Regions from separate parts of the Mus musculus genome. Here region 2 is linked to region 1. A link is a contact called in public Hi-C data. All regions are on one chromosome and are shown on one strand. Each heading gives the region's core, a stretch centred on a gene start, on an enhancer-like site or on the middle of the called end of the contact. The rest is flanking DNA. Distances are from core to core; before and after follow the strand shown.

What was found. Hi-C and Micro-C count contacts between places; a contact is called where the count stands out from the background.
Region 2: a contact with region 1 is called in a Hi-C map of liver, with 2.4 times the contacts expected there. The contact joins two enhancer-like sites. A contact is called at or near these places in 1 of 15 datasets of contacts at CTCF or cohesin (CD8 T cells), 1 of 484 Hi-C or Micro-C datasets (liver), 5 of 115 datasets of contacts at active chromatin or transcription factors (embryonic stem cells, extraembryonic endoderm stem cells, pancreatic cancer cells and 1 more) and 1 of 9 other capture datasets (pancreatic islet).

Annotation. Positions count from the first base shown.
Region 1 is chr11:98,949,222-98,953,776 of GRCm38.p6, forward strand. Rara (retinoic acid receptor, alpha) reads left to right here. Exons shown (of 9, transcript NM_009024.2): 2 at 1,024-1,574. The coding sequence starts at 1,397. Among named protein-coding and RNA genes, the nearest start is that of Gm22061, 5.1 kb to the left of the region's middle. Within about 2 kb of position 2,415, at least 165 of the 459 cell types and tissues checked have an H3K27ac peak or open chromatin away from gene starts, as enhancers often do. A contact at or near this core is called in liver, where this site is marked.
Region 2 is chr11:99,061,205-99,065,759 of GRCm38.p6, forward strand. It overlaps Tns4 (tensin 4), which reads right to left. Exons shown (of 13, transcript NM_172564.3): 13 at 4,474-4,555. Among named protein-coding and RNA genes, the nearest start is that of Igfbp4, 22 kb to the left of the region's middle. Within about 2 kb of position 2,222, at least 13 of the 459 cell types and tissues checked have an H3K27ac peak or open chromatin away from gene starts, as enhancers often do. A contact at or near this core is called in liver, where this site is marked.

The DNA.
Region 1 (4,555 bases), core at 1,165-3,664:
CCATCCACCTGTCTATCCATCCCCCCACCGACACACATACACAGGTGCCTGTACATGGTATGTCTTTAGGTCTAATCTGTACTCAAACAGGATTGGAATATCCTTAGCTCTCTCTCTTTTTCCCCCTCTGCTCTGCGTCTGCCTATCTGGCTGTGTCAGGGAAGCTGTAGGTCACAGCTGTGAACCTATGCCAAGGTGTTCTCTCTCGCCCGCCCCCATGTATGTATGCCCCGCTGGCTTCAGCTGCTCATAGGGTGTGAGTCTGTGTATACCCTGGTGAGGGGAGCGGCTGGTCCTGCATCTCCTGTCCACCTACCAGCCCCCATCCTGTGTGTTGCCCTTGCAGATGGATGGAAGTCCGATGAAATCTGAACTTAAGTCTCTCTTGCTGGGGACTTCTATCCTGGGCAAGCCTTGTCTTCCTGACATAGGCCTTCCCAGGGCCACCTGTACTGTTCTGTATTGGAGACGTTGCCTAGGAGACCTGGAGGTCCACTTCCCTGAGTGCATGGAACTCATGGGAGGGACAGACTAATCTGGGATGCTAGGTTTAGGGGGAGGGAAGTGGTGTAAGAGAGGGCCCCCCTCTAGCTTAGGAGTCATTTTTCTGAGAAGTGCCACTGCTTTAGGGAAGCGGCTTCCCCCCCTCCCTGCCAGCACGCGTTCCTCTGTTTCTTGACCTCAGGTAACCCGCACTGGGGGAAGGAGAGCCAGCTGCCTGCTTCAGCTGCAGGGATCTTTTGGGGTCACACTGTGGACCCTTTCCCAAGCATTCTGGGTGAGAGGCCATCCAGTACTCTGGGTCCTGTCCCCATATCCCCAGCCTGGCTGTTCTGTCCTGCCATCCCCAGCAGTGTCTGGGCCCTGGTCCTAGGCTGGCCCTGCCATCCAGGCATGGTGCCAGGTGTCTGCTCAGCTGGGTGCCACAGGAAAATCTCTGGCCGCCCAGGTTGGGGAGCACCGTGGGGAATCCCCGTGTGCCCGCTCAGTGCCCACTTACCTGTGTCTTTCCTGTTTCTGCAGCACCACAGGACATGCCTCCCCCCAGCCACCTACCTGGGGCCCTTCTGGGAGTGGCATCCTCTTTGATACCCTGAAGACCAGCTCTGGACCTTCCTACAAAAGTGTCTCCCAGGACCGCTTAACCAAAGGACGGATTCTTGGGACATCCCCCAATCCACCTGGCCCCTCCGGCTAGGGAGGGGGACCCAGAAGACTAAAGTTGACTAACTTGGGACTTGCAGCTCCAGGGACAGAAGGGGGTGGGGGTGGGCTGACCACCCAACCCCCCCTCTGGGCCCCCCGGCCCCATGCCCCGAGGAAGAGGGACTGCGTGAAGGCCATCACAACTACCTGCCAGACTGTTTGCCTGCTCTTCTGACTGTGGCTGCTTGGCATGGCCAGCAATAGCAGTTCCTGCCCAACACCTGGGGGCGGGCACCTCAATGGGTACCCAGTACCCCCCTACGCCTTCTTCTTTCCCCCTATGCTGGGTGGACTCTCCCCACCCGGCGCTCTCACCAGCCTCCAGCACCAGCTTCCAGTCAGTGGTTACAGCACACCGTCCCCAGCCAGTAAGTCTGTGTGGGGAGGCTTGAGGGAAGGGAGTGTGGCGGGTGGCTGGCCTCTGGATTTGGGTTCCTGGACACATCTGTTCCACTGGAGGACCCGATGAGTGGCAAGGTCTTTTCTAGACCAGGGTGACCATTGTGTGGTGGTGGGTGGGGTTGGGACCTGAAGATGGTCCGTTTGATACTGGGGGTTAGAGGGGAGGTGAGACCATTTTGTTTCTTCCTATGTTGTCCCCCTTTGTCTCTGTGTCCCTGGTGCTATGCTATTGAGTGCCTTATAAATAGCTCTGAGTAGGAATGGATGCAGAGGCTGAGGTGGATAAACAAACCTCTCAACGTTTGGTGGAAATGACAGCCCTACACAGTGAGAATGAACCCCCCCCTCCATCCCCCCTCCAGTACTCTGAGGGAAAGGGCTTCAAGAGACAGTCCAGGGCAGCTCAGCACAGCTGGAGCCCTTGCCCTCCCCTTGCCAACTCCCCCGCCCCAGAAGGACAGGGAGGGACTCCATGGGGGCTTTCTGCCTGGACTCTGGCCTTGGACACATGCACAGGCTTGGCAGGGTGTTTTCTACCTCTCCTCTCTGCCATGAGGGTCACTCGTTGGCTGGGCGGGGGTCTCAGTGCCCTTCCCTGGCTGGCCAAGCCAGGTAGTGGGAGGTGGCGGTGGCTATAGCCAGCTGGCAAAGTCCAGGCTTGGGGCCTGCCAGGCCGCTTACAGTAACTCTGGCCCCCAGGGCCCAGCTGGGCTCCAGGCCAGAGCCTTAGAGGAGGGATCTGGGCCTGGCCTGGGGCTGGAGGGAGTGGAAGCGGCAGAGTCGGCCATGGCTGGCTGGCCGGCCGGCTGGTCAGCTGCTGACCTGGGAAACGTGTCCTACCTCTCCTGGTTGGCAGGGACAAGAGCACCCTGCCTGGCACCCACTGCCCCTCCCATTGGCAAGCTGTCTGGCACCACTGCCCTGTGTGCCCGGCTGGGCTGGGTCAGTGCCCCCTTCTTGGTGTGGGGGCCGCGCTCTCTCCCCGGAGCCAGGGAGTCTCTTTGTCCCTGGGGCAGGCTCTGGCTGGGCGCCTCACTGCCCACAACTGGATGTCTGCCCACAGCCACCATTGCTTCCTGGATCGCTGCCTATGGCTTTGTCGCAGCCCCCTCCCTTCCAGGCCTCACCAGCCTTCAGGAGCAGGTAGTCTATGCCTGTGAGCCTTTACACCCTAGGGTTAGGGAGTGGACAAGTGCTACCTCAGTTTCCTCTTTTTTAAAAAAAAAAAAAAGAAGAAGATATATTTCATTTATATGAGTACACTGTAGCTGTCTTCAGACACACCAGAAGAGGGCATCGGATCCCATTACAGATGGTTGTGAGCCACCATGTGTTTGCTGGGAATTGAACTCAGGACCTCTGGAAGAGCAAGCAGTCAGTGCTCTTAACCACTGAGAGGTCTCTCTAGCCCTACCTCAGGGTCCCTAAGCCTCCACTTTTTAATTCTGCCTTTTATTCTCTCCACCTTACTCAGCAGAGTCTGAGACCCCCTACTGTGTTCTGGTTTTTTTTTTTTTTTTTTCCTAGTCTGTGCTAATAAGGAGATCAAGCTCTGGGGCTCAGAGTTGCTGGGGGTATGGGGGGAAACCTATGTAAAAATACTCCCTGCATTTGAGCTTCCATCTCAAACATCCCAGGAGCTGGAAGAATTGTGCTTTCTTTCAGGGTGGAGTTTTTAAGACAGAAAGGAAAGCGGGTGGTGGCGGCGGATGCCTTTCACCCAAGAGGCAGAGGCAGGTGGAGTTCTGAGTTCGAGGCCAGCCTGGTCTACAAAGCAAGTTCCAGGACTGCCAAAGCTACACAGAGAAACCCTGTCTTGGGGAAAAAAAAAAGAACAAAACAAACCAAAGAGGAAGGAGGAGAGAGGAGAGGAGTTGGGGAGTCCTGGACGCCAGTGCCACCAAGGACCACTTATGCTTGCCCCGTGATGTCACAGGGGCCTGGACACATGAACCTGACTAGATGGAAGGTTGCAGGGGGATTTAGGATCTGGCCCCTGTGAGAGGAAAAGCCCTCCCCCTGAGTGTTGCAAGCTCCTTCCTCTTTCTTAGAGGTGGGTGGGGTGAACCCCTACCCTGGTAACCTACTCCTAGGGTGGGGTGCCCGGATTTTGGGCTAATGGCAGCCTTCTTTGGCTTTCTCCACCCAGGTTAGGCAATGCCCTCTTCCTGCCTCTGTGAGTCTGTGGGTTTCCCACCCATCCCCCTCTCCTAGTAAACAACAACAGTTCTCTTCCTCCCTACTCCCCTGCCTCTGAGCACCTTCTAGGACCAGGGACCAGAGGCCTTGGCTCTGAGACCACCCCCTCCTACAGTGCTCCTGGTACCTGGAAAACAACTAAAAGTTTTTGCAGCTTTAGTCTCCCCTAGCCCTTGGGTCTAGAAGGTGTCAGGTAGTTCCTGGAGGGGGGTGTGTGGAGTGGCTTGCAGCAGTGATGCTATGTCCTGGTGATCTTCCAGGCTCCCCCCCCCCCAACCCCCCCCCCCCCCCCCCGCTCCAATCCCACGTCTGTGGAGATGGCCTCCCCTTCCTGGGCCTCTTGCAAGGTTGCACCTCAGGTGTGTTGTATGTACTCTGCAGGTGACCTGTGGGAGGGCCAAGGCCCCTCCAGGTCACGGTGGGGAGAGCTAGGTATTGTCCTACTGGGAGTCTCCTAGGGAACCAGGGTGGAGGCCCCAGAGATAGCACAAGACTCCTGTCCCTTTGGCTCCTGGCCCCTGAAGCCTGTTTGCTGTGGAGGTTTGGTCTTCTCTGTGCTGTGTGACGAGGGTCAGGGTTGTGTGTTCTTTGGGAGGAGGGGGTCAGGGCTGAGTATGCTGAGAAGGGGGGGAGGGGTTAATGGCTTGTGTATACTGGGTGAGACCAGTGTTTCCTAAGAATTAAATCCAGAGCTGGGGAGGGGAATGTCAGCTTGTGGTGGAGCTGTGGGGGAGGGCTGGGGGGGGAG
Region 2 (4,555 bases), core at 972-3,471, 110 kb after region 1:
CATGTTGGTGCACGCCTTTAGTCCCAACACTCAGAAGACAGAAGCAGGAGGATGTCTGTGAGTTTGAGACCAGCCTGGTCTACATAGCAAGTTCCAGGACAGCCAGGGCTACATTAGTGAGACCCTATCTGGAAAAACAAAAACAAACAAATAAAAATGTATATAAGTTGGGGCCTTGAAAATACTGAAGAGGGCTGGAGAGATGGTTCAACGGGTTAAGAGCACTGCCTGCTCTTCCAGAGGTCCTGAGTTCAATTCCCAGAAACCACATGATGGCTCACAACCATGTATCATGGGATCTGATGCCCTCTTCTGGTGTGTCTGAGGCAGTGACAGTGTACTCACATACATAAAATAAATAAATTTAAAAAAGAGAGAGAATGAAGAAATATTTAAAAAAGAAAGAAAGTACTGAAGATGCTCCCACCCACCCCTGACAGTGAGTGGTCAGGCAAGGTTGCCCACCAGAATGCAAACAGCCCTTGTCCTTTTTCATGGGGACTGTCCTTGGGGCTCTAAGAAAGAAAAAGGCCTGGCAGGCTGAGGCAGGGTCACTTCCAACCCTACTCTGTACAGATGATGGAGTTGTGGGGAACACGGCAACTTTGGGGAGAGTGGGGCTGTGTCACATCAGAGAAGAGACAGCTGAGCGTGGGTAGGTAGAGCAGGGCCAGCTCTGGCTGGGTGGGTAGCCAAGAAGACCAGGTCTGGGAGCAGCCTACGTGCAAAGACGCATGAGGGTGGGGTACGGGCAGGCCTTGACGGGACACCTGCTTGTCTGAGCCACAGGCAGAAGCACGTGACGAATGAGGACAGTGTTCTTACCCCAACAATTCACCTTGAGGTTGGAGAGGGGAATCTTCAGGCACCTGGATAAACAGGGACATTCAGGCATTTGAGAGACAAAGCTGTCGGGATAGTCACTTGGGAAGATGGATGGAGAGGCACGTAGAAGAGCCCGTGACCCCAAGTGAGAGGCTTGGATGTGTGAGCACCTGGGAGGTCCCTGGGGCCAGGCTGTGATATTCTAGGCTCGGGAGCAGAGGAGGGAGGTTGGGGGGTGGGGAGAATTACCTTTGCCCTTGCTTTCCATCCTCAGCGGCCGCCCACTGACTGTTCTGGGTTTTCCATACCCTGTTCTCCAGCCTATTTAGTACTACCACTCATGCCAGCCCCAGGGCCTTGGCACATGCTGCTCCCTCAACCCGAATCACTTCTTTAATCATCAGCGCATCAACCTTCAGGCCAGTGGCACCTCCTTTGGCAGCTCCCCTGCCAGTCCGTGTACAGTATCTTCCCTCACCTTTTCTTTTATTCCTTTTCTTTTTGTTTTGTTCCCTCCCTTTCTTCTTTTGACAAGGTCTCAGTAGCTCAGGCTAGTCTGGAACTTACTATGTAGCCCAGGCTGACCTTTAACTAGTTAAGGTAACCCTCTTTCTTTGAACTCCTGAGTGTTGATTCTAGGCGCCGGCCACCACCCATGTGCAGCCTTCTCCATTTTGTTTGCTTGTTTTTGTTTTGTTTTGTTTTCTCAGACAGTGGTTCTCTGTGTAGCCCTGGCTGTCCTTGAACTTGCTCTGTTGACCAGGCTGGCCTCCAACTCAGAGATCCACCTGCTTCTGCCTCCTGAGTGTTGGGATTAAAGCTATGTGTCACCACCCCGTCTTCTGTGATTTTTTTCAAATATTTACTTTTCTGTTTCTCTACAACTTGTGAGCTCTTATTTGTTTTCCTTTGGGTGTCCTGAGCCTGGCACACAGTAAATACTCAGTGAATTTTTGCTGAATGAATAAATGAACAACAAAGGCGACAGCTGAGTACTGTGGGCAGGTAAGACAGCAGGACGGGGCGGCGGGGGGTTCCTTCTCCTGTCTACTCCTGTCCTGGGCCCTGATGGGTCTTAAGGAGAGTGTGGTGGGAGGGTGTGTGTTCATGTGTTCCGTCAAGGAATAACAGTTTGTGTAGCTCCTAGAGCGGCTTGCAGAGGGGGAGGTGCACCAGAAATAGAAGGGGTGTGTTTCCCCAGTGTCCTGATCAGCTCAGGGCTGGAGACAGAGAGGGTCCCCAGGGTTCCCCCCTTTTTTTCACTCCTTATAAGATAGCTCAGCACATTGTATCTTTTGGGCTGTGAGCTGCAGCCTCTCACTATGCATCCCTGGCTGGCCAGATGGCCATTGATCCTCCTGTTCCTGCCTCTCAGTGTGAACCGCCCGCCTGGACTGATGCTTTCTAAGAAGCGGGGAATTTTCTTCCTGCCATGCAATCTCTGGGGTAAACCTGTGTGAGCACCCAGGGAGGCCATGGCTGTTTGTGAAGCAGAGAGTGCTTCCAGCAGGGCCTGCCATGCTGTGCTCTGATCTCTACACCTAGCCTTAAAGGAAGTAAGTATCTAATCTCTGAGGCCCCACAGTGCGGTATTTGTCACACGAACCTGTGCTGAAGGAGATGGGATCTCCAGTCTGGCTTTTTTCTCACAAGGTCCTCTTAGATTCCTAGAGAAGCAGGGACCCAGATCAAGCAGGGTTACAGCCCCTCTCTGCTGAGGTGTTTCTTGTCCTGCTCTGAACTCCAAGTCCTCAGATTCCTCACTCCTCACATTCCTCCTAGCCCCAGGCTCAGATCCCATCTCCTGCCCCACAACCATACTTCAAAAGCCCAGATCTGACCAATTCCTCTTAGTGGAAAAGCCCTTTGATGTCTCGCCACCGTCATTACCTCTAGAGTGAAGTCCAAGTGAGTTATCTTGATAGCTGTGCATTGCACAACCAGTTCACCAGTACACAGTGGTCCTGAAGCTAACTTCATTTATTTTATTATCATTATTTTTAATTTTGGCTTGTGTGTATATGAATGTCCTGCATGTGTGTCTAGTTTCTTTGGAGGTCAGAAGATGGTGTCAGATGCCCTGGAACTGGCGTTGAACATGGTCTTAAGCTGCCACATGGATGTTGGGTATAAAACTTGGGTTTTCTGCAAGAGCAGCCAGTGCTTGTTGGGCAGTGGTAGTGGACGCCTTTAATCCCAGTACTCGGGAGGCAAAGGCAGGTGGATCTTTGATTTCGAGGCCAGCCTGGTTTCCAGGCCAGCCAGGGCTACACAGAAAAACCCTGTCTCGAAAACCAAAAATATAACACCACCCACTGCCAAAGGAATAGCTAATGTTAATTGCTGAGCCATTTTGTAAAAGAAAAACAAATAAATGAACAAACAAACAAACAAACAAACAAAGAACATTCTCTAGACATTCCTGACCAGGTACCGAAGGTCCTGATGGCCCTGGGCTTCTTTCATCTGCTCCTTGGTGAACTTTATATATAGCCACATTGAACACAATACATGTTTTCTCATGTAATCATGCTGAATGCAGCACGTTTTCTTATGTAGCCACATTGAATGTAACACATGTTTTCATACCCCTGCTTCATACACACACTTTTTTTTAAAATTATTCATTTTATATGTGTGAGTACACTGTAGCTGTCTTCAAACACATCAGAAGAGGAAGGACATCAAATCTCATTACAGATGGCTGTGAGCCACCATGTGATTGCTGGGAATTGAACTCATGACCTCTGGAAGAGCAGTCAACACTTAACCACTGAGCCATCTCTCCAGCCCACACACACTTTTTTTTTTTTTTTTTAACTTGTCTAAGAATGCTGGAGAGGTAGGGCTGGCATGGACCAGAAATGTAGTTTCCCCACCGCTTACTACGCCAGTGACACCCCCACCCCCACCCCACGCCTCAGTTTCCTAATCTGAAGAATGGGCTCAAATAAAAGAGTCACTCCTCATTGTAGTGAACACCTAGGAGCCCTTCTGGTAAAAAAAATGGCTCCTCACAGCTGGGAATGGTGGCAGAACACTGAGGCAGGGAGATTGCCTTGAGTTTCAGACTAACCTGCCTCCAAAACAAAAACTGAAACAACAGGGAGGTGGCTCAGTGGGTAGAGCCCTCACTGTGCACTATTAAAGATTCGAACTTGGATCCCCAGACCCATATAAAGCCAGTAGTAGTACACATCTGTAATCCCAAAATGCCGGTGGGGGGATGGAAAACATAGACAGGAGACTCTCTGGAAACTCATGGACAGCTTGCCTGGTGGACATACAGTGGACAACAGACCCTGTCTCAAACAGGGTAGAAGGTGCCCTCTGACCTCCACACTTAAACTGTAACATGCATGTACACACACACACACACACACACACACACACACACACACACACACAACTATAGGGGCTCAGTGGTTGACAGCACTAGCTGCTCTTCAAGATGAAATGGGTTCAATTCCCAGCACCACACAGTGGCTCACAACTGTCTGTGACTCCAGGGGCGCTCTAACGCCCTCTTCTGGCCTCTGTGGTCAATGCAAAATGCGCATGGTGTGTCCTGGTATGTTACTCTCTGCTCTGTTGGGTCCCCTTCTCTGCTCAGGACTCAGGAGACAGCTCTGAATGTCCAGAACCAGCTATGGTGCAAAAAACTTTATTTTCCATGAGGCACACAGGGAGTTGTGGAGGACTCTCCCATTCAGCCTAGAACTGGCACTAC